Linked DNA regions of Mus musculus: regions 1, 3 and 4 are each linked to region 2. Evidence: chromatin contacts called from public ChIA-PET data. All regions are on one chromosome and are shown on one strand. Each heading gives the region's core, a stretch centred on a gene start, on an enhancer-like site or on the middle of the called end of the contact. The rest is flanking DNA. Distances are from core to core; before and after follow the strand shown. Region 1 has its middle 10 kb from the start of Kcnj8. Region 2 overlaps St8sia1 (ST8 alpha-N-acetyl-neuraminide alpha-2,8-sialyltransferase 1). Region 3 holds the start of Etnk1 (ethanolamine kinase 1). Region 4 overlaps Gm46979 (a long non-coding RNA gene).

What was found. ChIA-PET counts read pairs in DNA pulled down with a chosen protein or histone mark.
Region 1: an RNA polymerase II ChIA-PET map of memory CD8 T cells shows a contact between it and region 2, with 26 read pairs. The contact joins two enhancer-like sites. A contact is called at or near these places in 2 of 115 datasets of contacts at active chromatin or transcription factors (effector CD8 T cells and memory CD8 T cells).
Region 3: a contact with region 2 is called in an RNA polymerase II ChIA-PET map of memory CD8 T cells, with 165 read pairs. The contact joins the promoter of Etnk1 here to the enhancer-like site in region 2. A contact is called at or near these places in 1 of 39 promoter capture datasets (liver), 5 of 484 Hi-C or Micro-C datasets (CD4 T cells, CD8 T cells, the CH12 cell line and 1 more) and 5 of 115 datasets of contacts at active chromatin or transcription factors (the SCID.adh cell line, bone marrow-derived macrophages, effector CD8 T cells and 2 more).
Region 4: a contact with region 2 is called in an RNA polymerase II ChIA-PET map of memory CD8 T cells, with 9 read pairs. The contact joins two enhancer-like sites. A contact is called at or near these places in 1 of 15 datasets of contacts at CTCF or cohesin (pro-B cells), 10 of 484 Hi-C or Micro-C datasets (all in embryonic stem cells) and 1 of 115 datasets of contacts at active chromatin or transcription factors (memory CD8 T cells).

What each region holds. Positions count from the first base shown.
Region 1 is chr6:142,559,975-142,562,674 of GRCm38.p6, reverse strand. No RefSeq gene overlaps it. Among named protein-coding and RNA genes, the nearest start is that of Kcnj8, 10 kb to the left of the region's middle. Within about 2 kb of position 1,359, at least 23 of the 459 cell types and tissues checked have an H3K27ac peak or open chromatin away from gene starts, as enhancers often do. A contact at or near this core is called in effector CD8 T cells and memory CD8 T cells, where this site is marked.
Region 2 is chr6:142,866,343-142,869,094 of GRCm38.p6, reverse strand. It overlaps St8sia1 (ST8 alpha-N-acetyl-neuraminide alpha-2,8-sialyltransferase 1), which reads left to right. Exons shown (of 5, transcript NM_011374.2): 4 at 1,149-1,241. Among named protein-coding and RNA genes, the nearest start is that of Gm7457, 53 kb to the right of the region's middle. Within about 2 kb of position 1,369, at least 160 of the 459 cell types and tissues checked have an H3K27ac peak or open chromatin away from gene starts, as enhancers often do. A contact at or near this core is called in CD8 T cells, the CH12 cell line, the HPC-7 cell line and 3 more, where this site is marked.
Region 3 is chr6:143,165,761-143,168,623 of GRCm38.p6, reverse strand. Etnk1 (ethanolamine kinase 1) reads right to left here and starts at 1,394. Exons shown (of 8, transcript NM_029250.2): 1 at 988-1,394. The coding sequence starts at 1,143.
Region 4 is chr6:142,526,976-142,529,675 of GRCm38.p6, reverse strand. The region is part of intron 3 of Gm46979 (a long non-coding RNA gene); the gene reads right to left. Among named protein-coding and RNA genes, the nearest start is that of Gm46979, 7.1 kb to the right of the region's middle. Within about 2 kb of position 1,420, at least 9 of the 459 cell types and tissues checked have an H3K27ac peak or open chromatin away from gene starts, as enhancers often do. A contact at or near this core is called in memory CD8 T cells, where this site is marked.

The sequences.
Region 1 (2,700 bases), core at 110-2,609, 310 kb after region 2:
AAAGGCTTTGTGGGTGGATTGGTGTCCTCATTCTTCCTCTAGAAGTCTTGCCTGGCTACAGCCCAGGTTCCATATCTCCCACTGCTAGGAGTTTCAGCTACAGGCACCCTCATAAACTCCCTGGAGTCTTCCCCATGCTAGATTTCTGGCACATCTTAGAGATGCCCTTCCCACTCTGGCCCTCCAAGCCACCAATTTCTGTTCACTCTTCCAGCCCTCTCTCAACCCAATCCCTGCCCCAATCTTTCTCCCAGCCATCTCTCTCCCTCCATCTACTCTAATGGCAATTTTATTTCCCCTTCTGAGTGAGATTCAAGCACCCTTCCATGGTCCCTCTTGTTATTTAGCATTTGGGTGTCTGTGGATTGTAGCATGGGTATCCTGCAATTTATGCTTAATAACCATTTATAAGTGGATACATATCACGCATGTCCTTTGGGGTCCGGGTTACTTCCCACTATAACTCTTCTTAAAAGACCCATGTGGCTTTCCCTTTTTTTCAAGATGAAAATGAAAAATGAGTGATTTCAATGCAATTGTCTTTCTGTCCTTTGGGGAAGGGTTTTGTAGTATGTGTGCGTGTGTGTGTGTGTGTGTGTGTGTGTGTGTGTGTGTGTGTGTGTGTGTGTGTGTGTTTTACAACCTCTTACTTTGTAGCCTATGCTGGTCTGGGACTCACTTTGCTGGCTTTTAGACTCACATCAATTCTCTTCATGTATGTAGTTCCCAAGGAGGCTAGAGGAGGTCTTAAGAGCCCTGGAACTGGAGTTACAGATCTTGAGAGCCCACATGAGAGTCCTGGAAACTGAACTCAGGTCCTCTGTAAGAGCAGCGAACACTCTTAGCTGCTGAGTCATTCTCTCCAGCCCCAGGAGCAATTGTTTACTAAGCAAGGAAACCAACAGATACTTAAACAACACATCTACCACTTGAGTGACAAAATCCATGTGATTATACAATAGAAAACTCTATAGTATTTGGATTCCTTTTGGAAATCATTAATAACAATTGTATGTCTTTAGGGGAAATTTTTGCTTTTGCCTCTTTTTAAGCTTTTGTCAGAGAAGTACAGACATGCACAACAGTGTGGGTATTACTGTAATGAACACTGCATGCTCATCACCTGCCTCAATAATGGTTAATTGTATTTTTTGTTTGTTACCCCCACCATGGTGGTTTGGATGTGAAATATCCACCATGGGCTTGTGTTTGGATACTGGGTTCCTAGCTGGGGTTGGAAGGTGTGAAGCTGGTGGGAGGAAGTAAGTTACAAGAAGCCAGTCTTGAGGTCTGACAGCATGGTCCCACTTCCTGTCTGCCCTCTGCTTGCTAACTGTTGATGCATTGACCAGCCACTTCCTGTTGCTACTATCATGCCTTACTTGCCACAATGGAGTATATCTTGTTAATTATATGCATTTTGCATGCACATATGTGTATGTGCACGAGAGCAGTGCCCACAAAGATTAGACCTAGGTATCAGGTCCCCTGGAGGTGGGGCTCTCAGTGGCTATGAACTGCCATGTGAGTGTTGAACTCTGGGAGAGCCACAGGTGTTCTTACCACAAAGCTGCCTCTCCAGCCCCAAGTAAAGTTGTTCTGGAGCCAAGAGTTGGAAGTCACGTATCGGCTTCTGTTCAAAGTCTTTTAATTTAAAATCAGGCATATGTCCATTGGAAAAGCTGAAAGCTGTCGAATCTATAACCAAATGGTCACATTTCTAGAAAGGGAAAAACTGTAGCTATGAACTACAGGAAGGGGTCTGAGAGGAGAGAGCATCTACCAGCTTCATGGCACTAAGTATTTAAGCAAATGCTGTGATAAATAGTCTGAAGACAAGGGCGGGGGGAGGGGATTGAAATGATTTATGATTTCAATTTATGAATGAAATGAATATGAAATGGCAATAAGTAGGGAGGTGGGAGGTTTGAAAGAGCATATTGGTAAAAGGAGAGAATTTTAGCTTAGGTAGCTTACAGCTCTGTGTGGTACCTCTCTCTGTCTCTCTGCCTCTCTCTCTTTCTCTCTCTGTCTCTTTCTTTCTCTCTCCATTTCAATCTCCATCTATCTATATTATCTCTATATACATATATGCCATAATCTATATCTATATGATAATTTATATCTCTGTATATCACTATCATTTATACTACATCTCCATCTCTGTCGATATAGATGATATAAACAGACAGATGCAGTCTTTGGTGAACTTGAGGAGATATACAGAGTTGGGAATGAAGCTGGAAAATGAACCCAGGAAGCCACATCAGAGACCAGGTAGAAAAGTCCTGGCTGTCATTCCCGAAAAGGTTGGTCTTTCTCCAGTTGCCTATGTCCAATACTTGAAGCCTTTGGCGAACTCTATTGAGTTCTATTGAACTCTATTTCTAACTGAGAAGGGGATCGTGACCTTAATTTTGCATACCACCAGTTCATCTTTTGCATTGTCAACACAAACTGAAGCAAGCCAGTGGTATGTAGATATTTAGCCTCAATCTGTGTTCATGCATACATGTTTGTGTGTGAAGATGGTGCATATGTCAGGTGTGTATTGTTAAAAAAATATGCATGTGGAGGCCAGACATTGATACTAGGTACCTTATTGTTTGTTGTTTTATTTTTTGAGACAGGATCTCTCATTGACTGACCTGGGGCTCATCACTGTGGCTAGGCTGACTGGTCAGCAACTCCAGGGAGTGC
Region 2 (2,752 bases), core at 120-2,619:
TGAGCCCTCACGTCAAATTTAACATACTCTGTCCTGCCGCTTCAAGTGCTGTTTCTTTTTTTTTTTTCATTACTTATAAAGATTTATTTTGTGTGAATTTGCATATGTCTGTGTGAGTTTATAAGCATCACATGTGTATGGGTGCCAGCAGAAACCAGAAGAGGGCATTGGATGTCCTGGAGTTGGATTTATATTTATATTATGGGGTGCCACGTGGGTACTGAGTCCTGGTCTGTTGCAAGAGCAGTTAACACTCCTAAGAGCTGAGCCATTTCTCAAGCACACATTTATTTATTTATTTATTTATTTATTTACTTATTTATTTACTTACTTATTTATTTATGACACAAGGTTTCATGTAGCCCAGGATAACCTCAAATTCACTATGAAATTAAGGTTGCGTGTGAACCGTTACCCTCTTGTCTCTACCTCGCAACTGTAGGATTGCAGGTGTATGACACCACACTTTAAAAACAACAAAACAGATACATTCCTTTCTTTTGGTAGATCAGCTACTTCTGTCACTTCTTCTAAAACAGTGTGCATGCACACAACACACACACACACACACACACACACTTACATACACATATACACACACTTACATACACACATACACACACTCTCACACACACACTTACATACATATATACACACACTTACATACACACATACACACACTCACACACACTTACATACACATATACACACACTTACATACACACATACACACACTCTCACACACACACACACTTACATACACATATACACACACTTACATACACACATACACTCTCACACACACACACACATACACACACTTACATACACATATACACACACTCTCACACACACACACACACACATACACACACTTACATACACACATACACACACTCACACACACACACACACCAAAAAACCAAGAACAAACAAAAACAGCACCAAACCAAACAACCAAGCCACCCCCCCCCCAACATTTGATGATGCTAATGGCTAATTCGTCCACTAAAGTGCAAGAAAAGGGAAAGGGAAAGAAAACAGTTACTTGTAAATCAATCGAGCCAACTTCCCTCTTTGTGTTCTAATCACAGACTTGATTTACAAGTGTGTGAGTCATTCTAAAACATCCCTTTCTGCTTTTCTAGGTGCAACCTGCCTCCCTTGTCAAGTGAGTACACCAGAGATGTCGGTTCCAAAACTCAGTTGGTGACAGCTAACCCCAGCATAATTCGCCAGAGGTAAGACTCCCTGGTTTCTCTTTGTGGGGGGAACCAAAGAGGGAGGTTTGCGACATCATTTGCATCTTAAAGGGAGTGAGCATATTTCAGCCTCTCTGCAGACAAAGAGGGAAGCCATCTGGACAGGCAGGAAGGATGGAGGAGGGAATCGTAAATAAACCAGGCAAGTATTACAGGCATCCGTCCTCATCCTAGGTATTTCATGCTTCCTCTGCGGTTTGGCTTCTCTCTGCTAGAAGTGGCGTGAATGACAGGGGGTTGAATATTTTGCTCAGAGCACAGCACAGCATCCTGCCCACTCATTACTACTCCTATGTCATGCGCTGGCACTGGTCCTACTTTGTGATCAGCCACTGTGAACTGACATGTTGAAACAAAAACAAAGAAATGACCAATTTACCACACGCATGCATCAAGACAGCAATGTCTTCAGAATGTACAAGAATGTGTGGTGATGATAGATTGGTTCTGCTTTGTCAGACCTTCCTTGACAGGTGGAAAATCCTTTTTGAAAAATATTAATTAATTAATTCACATTCTAATTTTAGCTTCCCATCCCTCTTCTCCTCCCTGTCCCTTCCTTCTCCCTCCCCTTCTCCCTGACTTTCCCCCCTCCCCTTCTTTGAGAAGAAGAAGAGGCCTCCCATGGATGTCAACCACACTTGGCCTATCAAGTTGCAGGAGTATTATGCACATATTCTTCTATTGAGGACAGCCCAGTTAGGGGAAAGGGATCCAAAAGCAGGCAATGTAGCCAGAGATAGCCCCGCTCCTGCTTTAGGAGTCCCACATGAAGACCCAACCGCAGGACTGTTACATATGTGCAGAGGGCCTAGGTCCATCCCATGCATGCTCTCTGGTTGACAGACCAGTCTCTATGAGCCCCTATGGGCTCAGGTTAGTTGATTCTGTAGATTTTCTTGTGGTGCCCTTGACCCCTCTGGCTCCTTCAATCCTTCCTCCCCCTTTTCCACAGGATTCTACAAGCTCTGCTTAGTGTTTGGCTGTGGGTCTCTGCATCTGTTTCTGGGTGAAGCCTCTCAGAGGACAGTTATGCTAGTCTGCTGTCTGCAAGCATAACAGAGCATCATTAGCAGTGTCAGGGTGTGCCAAGCTGTCAGGAGTGTCAGGTTCTCTGTCATGGCATGGGTCTCAAGCTGGGCCAGTCATTCTCTTTTGCATTAATTCCAGAAAACGTGGCAGCCATGATGGAAGCATTGGGGTCAGTCTCTAGTTGAGGAAGCGCCCAGGTGAACTCACAGGATTTGACAGGAAGGGGAGCACACAGGCACCCCCTCGAGTCTGACCAAGTGCGCTTCAAACTTGTTTCTTCATGTAGCCTTCAAAATCATTTTTAAGATACCGTCATTTTCTTCATTGTTAGCAGTTTTCCTAGTATTGTTAGCAGGAGTTAAATTGTAGATTTTCGGTTCCTGATGGGTCTCTTACATGCTTTATGTAGACGTTGTCAAAATCTCGGAATGTTTTTGGGTATAACATGTCCTCCTGTG
Region 3 (2,863 bases), core at 145-2,644, 300 kb before region 2:
ATCATTTTGAATCAACTATTTCCTATATACTTGGCCAACAGGCACACCTTAAATGTCAAAGTCTTTTGTCTAACAAGTTTCTTCCCCAAAACATATGGGTCGGTCTCTTTCAGCTGCTCAGAACACTTCTAACAAGAATCGAAACTAAAACTCATAAAAGCCCCCAAGTGTCAGGAACTGCTCTGGGGCCTAGACACTACTCATGTTTTAATTATACTAAAAAAAAAATTTAGCAAAAAACTTAAATCAATAAATCCTGTATAAACCCCCAACAATGTATTGGAGTCATCAAAATGACAGACGTCTTGAATAATACAAATTACTGCTCAAATCTAAAACAATCCCAAACCGTTAAAATTTTACTAATTTGGCTTGTTTGCAAGGAAAAAGGAAATTCACCTTAGTAATCCTACAAGCTGTGCACTGAAAAAACTATAACCAATTACACCAGATAAATTGTGGGTATGGTGGATCATAACTTGCAAGTGCCTTTTTTTTTTCCTAATCCTAGCTTTTCGGGGGTAGGGGTATCCTTCTGAGAATTTTTGTCTTTAAAGCCACTGACTCACGAAAATATTCCCAGGCCACTGCTCACTCCAACCCTGAGCATTAATTCTTCTAAGACTTTACAAATTTAGAAACCTTCCAATTCAAGCCTTCCTATAACGCACGGCATAGCGTTCCCTAGCATCCTGGCGTGGGCAGCAGCAGGTCCCCGGTCATTCCGCTTTGGAAAGGAGTTGTTCTCCCGCGGCTCGGAGATGGGGATGTGGGAAGATCTCGGGCTGGATAAGGCAGGGATGGGAGGGAAGCGCAGGGGAGGGAGGGCAGCGGAGAGGACCGCGGGAGGCGGATGGGCTGCGGGGTCTGGGAGGAGAGGCATGACGAGGGCCGCGGCAGCCATCCCCGGGAGCCTCTTCAGGGGCCGGGCAGACGTCGCTGACGCGGCGGCTTCGGGAAGGAAACCCGGTGCCCGTCCGGCCTCACCTGCAGGGTCACCTCCCGGGGGTCCCAGTGCGGCCGCAGGTGCCGCAGCAGGCTCAGGGCGCCGTCGCGGCAGCGCTGCTCCTCCTGGTCCTGCACCGTCACGTCGAGCTTCGGCACCTCGGGCGAGCCGGGCGGGACGTGGATGTAATTGGCCATGGCCCAGGCGACGGCGGACACGACCACGACGACCACGGCGACGGCGACCACGAGCGCGGCGGGCGCCGGCAGGCTGCTGGACCCTTCCGTCCCGGGGCGCCCTCGGCGGAGGGCTGCGGCCGCTCGGACGCACGGGCGGGCGGCGGGGGCAACCGGGCGGCCGGACGGGGTGCGCAGTGCAGAGACGCGGAGGCACGGCCGCTCTCGGGAAGATGCCTCAGTGCGCTAGACCGCGGGCGGCCGCGAAGCATGCCGGGACTGGCCTGACGCTAGCGTCACGCCGGGGGCGGAGCCTCGGCTGCGTCAGGCGGCTGGCGGGGTGGCGAACCCCGCGGCACAATGGGCGGGCCTCGGGGCTCTTGGGGATCGGGGTCTCGGGGAGCGCGCACCGCCAGGCACTCCGCTACTGTGGGGTTGGCTGGGCTCCTGCACCCGAAGGAGTCCGAGCGCGGCCGAGCCCAGCCGGAGCGCTTACGAGCCTTGCCGAACACTGCCGAGCCCTGCCGGAGCACTGTCGAGCTTTGCCGAGCCCTACCGGGGCTCTAACGAGCCTTGCCCGAGCGCTACCGGAGCCCTACCGAATTCTGCCGAGCTCTGCCGGAGCGCTGTCGAGCTCTGCCGAGCCCTTTCGAACTCTACCGATGAGCTGTGGAGTGCTACCCAGCCCTGTCAGGAGTCAAGGAAGCGTCACCTTTCTAGATCACTAGGGTCGTGGGCTCTGCTTACTTAGGGCTGACGTTCTTACGGGACGCAGAAGGCACGTCCTGAAATAACCCTAAATTTAAGCTGTGAGCTTAGCCTGGCCTCAACCGGCCAAGCTGGATTAATTTGCTCGCCTTGTTCCTGAAGCTGTGTGCACAGAACTACATGCTTGCTTGGTTCAGCAACCCAGTTCCCTTTGACGGTACATAGAAATCACAGTATTTGGGGCAAACTTTACGTAAAGTGAGAGTAAACCGGTGACAGTGGTGTGATGACCTATACCTGTCCTAGTTCTCAGGTGCCTAAGGCAGGATTGCCACGAGTTCCAAACCAGCCGGGCTACATAGTGAGTTCCAGGTTTGCCCGGGATATACTTAGTCATCAGCCGACCGATAATAGACGACTGAAACACTCATTTTAAGGGTCAGATAGTTGACGTTGCTGAGAATTATTCAAAGCCGGTTATATAAGGTAGAGACTCGGAGGGAATTGGAAGGAAAGAAAATTAGATCTGTCATGCTAAATCATAGCGCGTCCTGGGACTCGCACGGCTACATGAAACCTCCTGTATCAGAAAGGCTCTGCTCTTTGCTTGTTAGAGAAATACTGGCAACCGGATCATCTACAAGTTTTTGGTCCGCCCTTGTGCTTTCCTTTTATGACGGAGACAATGGAGGTGACTTTCACCTTGACTTCTGGCCTCCCCGGGGCTGAGTACAAGTGAATAACTTGTGAATGATCAAATGTTGTATTACCCATTAGCACACATTTATGTTCTCATTGTTCTGAATGAGGCTACATACCTTTGTAAGTCACAAATAAGTCTGAGATAATGATAAACTTCCTACACTAAAAAGTGGGAAATCCACTCCTGCATTTTTGCAACATTGTAAATTTATTGACCATTTTCCAGACTTGAGTATGTGTTTTTAAAAACCACTATGTAGCCCAGCAGTGGTGGTGAACGCCTTTAATCCCAGCACTTGGGAGGCAGAGGCAGGCATTTCTGAGTTCGAGG
Region 4 (2,700 bases), core at 171-2,670, 340 kb after region 2:
TGAGGCCCAGAAACCTGGACAACCCCTTTCGCTGCATCATATTCGTGCTTGATGTGTGAATGTATAATAACACCAAGGGCAAAGGAAACAATTGTTCTTTTGTTCTGTTTAGAGTCAGGGTCTCACTATGTTTGTTTATAAGGCTACTGTAGCACTTGCAACATAGCCTAGTCTGGTCCTGAGGCTACTGTAGCACTTGCAACATAGCCTAGTCTGGTCCTGAGATCACAGTCTCCTGCCTCGGCCTCCTGAGCGCTCAGATTATAGACATTTGCCACTCTGCCGTGTTCTATTTTTAAACAAACAATTTAAAGTAAATATCTATCTATATATGTATCTATCTACCATCTATTCTATATATATGTTTACACATGTATATACACACATATATATGTTTACATGGGTATATACACATATATTTACATATGTATATATGCATATATTTACATATGCATATATATATATATATAAACACATATGTATACAAAAAAGTTTTTTTTAACTTTCTTGTTTGCTTACTTATTCTTGATTTTCGCCACAGTATTCACTACAGAGCCTTGCTGACCTGGCGCTTGCTGTATTTTACAGGTAAAGAGAATGCAAGGCATAGAAGACCCAAGTTACTTAGGGACGTGACAGCTAAGTTACTGACAGAGCTGGAGTTGAGCACAAGCCCACCCTCTCCAGCACCAGGCGCTTAGACAGTTTGCTTTACTCCTGACAGGAGAGGGGCTGGCATTAGACTGGGGCTGAGAGTGATTAAGCATTCTCCAAGTGAACAATTGGAACGTTCTCCCTAACAGTATAAAAACACAACAGCACAGTGCAGAGGGCAGAGGGGGAGTGAGACGTGACCAATAAACAACTTAACCAACACGCACACTTTTGTATTATGTCTTGAAATTTCATGGAGATGTTTTGAGTGATTGAAGACATAACCTCTTAATGTCTGTCTTCCCTTTGATGCTAAATATGGGTATGGAAGCAAAGAGATAATTTTTTCCTGTGTCATCAGTTACCAATAAAATAAACAAGACCCAACAACAAACAAGCAAGCCAACAATGAATGGGATTTCAAACAGAAGATTTTAGGAAGCAGTGGTAAGGGGCCACTGTGAGAGAGCTGGCCAGCACTGACCCTGGCCACAAGACTCACAGACTGTGTGTATGTGGTCACAAGCATAGCTGAGCCTGAGGACATCTGCATAACTCAACTAGGAAAGCTATGTTACCACTATTTAAAACCCTGGTACAAACAGGTTCAAAGGTCATGAGCAAGATGCACAGGACATTTCAGAGTCCAAAGAGCCAGCTAGTCCACTTGATTCCATGAAATGAAAGGTTTCACTCTGAAGGCCTGGCTGATTATGTTCTCTGTCTTAGCTTTTGTTTCAGGAAAGAGAGCAAGAGGCATGGAGGAGGTCTCCCTGGGTTGTGTTTCATAACACCTGAGGGACACAAAGTCCTTTCTCTAGGCTGTGGTGTGTATTCCCCTGAGCCAGTGCATAAACACACAACACTGGCAGCCTTCCAGGGAAAATAAAAATTATCACGCCAGAAGAAATTTGATGTTCCAGAGCCTCCAAAGCCACAGAGATGAAAACACTACCTATTGTGTGTTCTGTAGTGTGAGTTCTAGGCAACATGAAAGGCAGGAAACCAAGGTAGAATGCTCTTGTGAGTGGAACATAAATTGACTATAAAGTATCTGACTGCTTACTCTAAGTGTGCATTTTCTGCCAACTGTAAACATGATTATGATTAAGCCACACAGTTCTCTTCAACCGGATAGAGACACAGACAGGTTACCAGCTGAGGATTGCTTCCAGGCCCGGGACTATCAGGAGTGAGCGATCTGACCTTTGTGGATTTAGGCTTCCTAGATTTGACTGTGATGTGGGATGGATAATTGCTGAAGGACCTTTAATCTGTAAATCTATTTATCTCATTGATGACTTTAACTTTTCTCTCTCTCCGCTGTGATAAAACACCCGAGCAAAGTAAGCAAAGGAAGGAAGTAGCTTTGATTTACAGATCGGGGGCTCTGGGAGCTGGGAGGGACCTCAGCCAACCACTCCTGTATGCAGAGAGAGAGAGAGAGAGAGAGAGAGAGAGAGAGAGACAGACAGAGACAGAGAGAGACAGAGAGAGAGACAGAGACAGAGAGAGAGAGAGAGAGAGAGAGAGAGAGAGACAGACAGACACAGAGGGCACCCAAGACCCCAGCCCATGCAATAGTGGAATTCACATTTAGGGTAGGACTTCTCAGTTAATTCCAACTAGAAATACCCTTAGTGGTATGCCTAGAATTTGTCTCCTGGGTAATTCTAGATACTGCCAAGTTGGCAATCAGTATCAACTATCCAGTGATATAAATCAGGGTTAGAAGATGAGCTTTTATAAACACACAGTTAATGCTTTAATGATAATAATGGCCAGCATCCATTGGACCAGGAACTTTTCCCACAATACTTTGGAATTTATATGTACAACTAGGTTAAATTTCCCCAGTAGTTCCATGAAATAAGAATGAGTCTCATTCTAATTTTAAAGTTGAGATGACATTAAATTTAATTTAATTTAAAAGAAAAATATTTTTAAGCTAGTGGCCAAACTTCATAGCTAGCTGGGGTTCAAATGCAGGCACTCTATCTCATAGTGCACACATATAAGAATTCTTCAATCCAGCTACTGCAGATT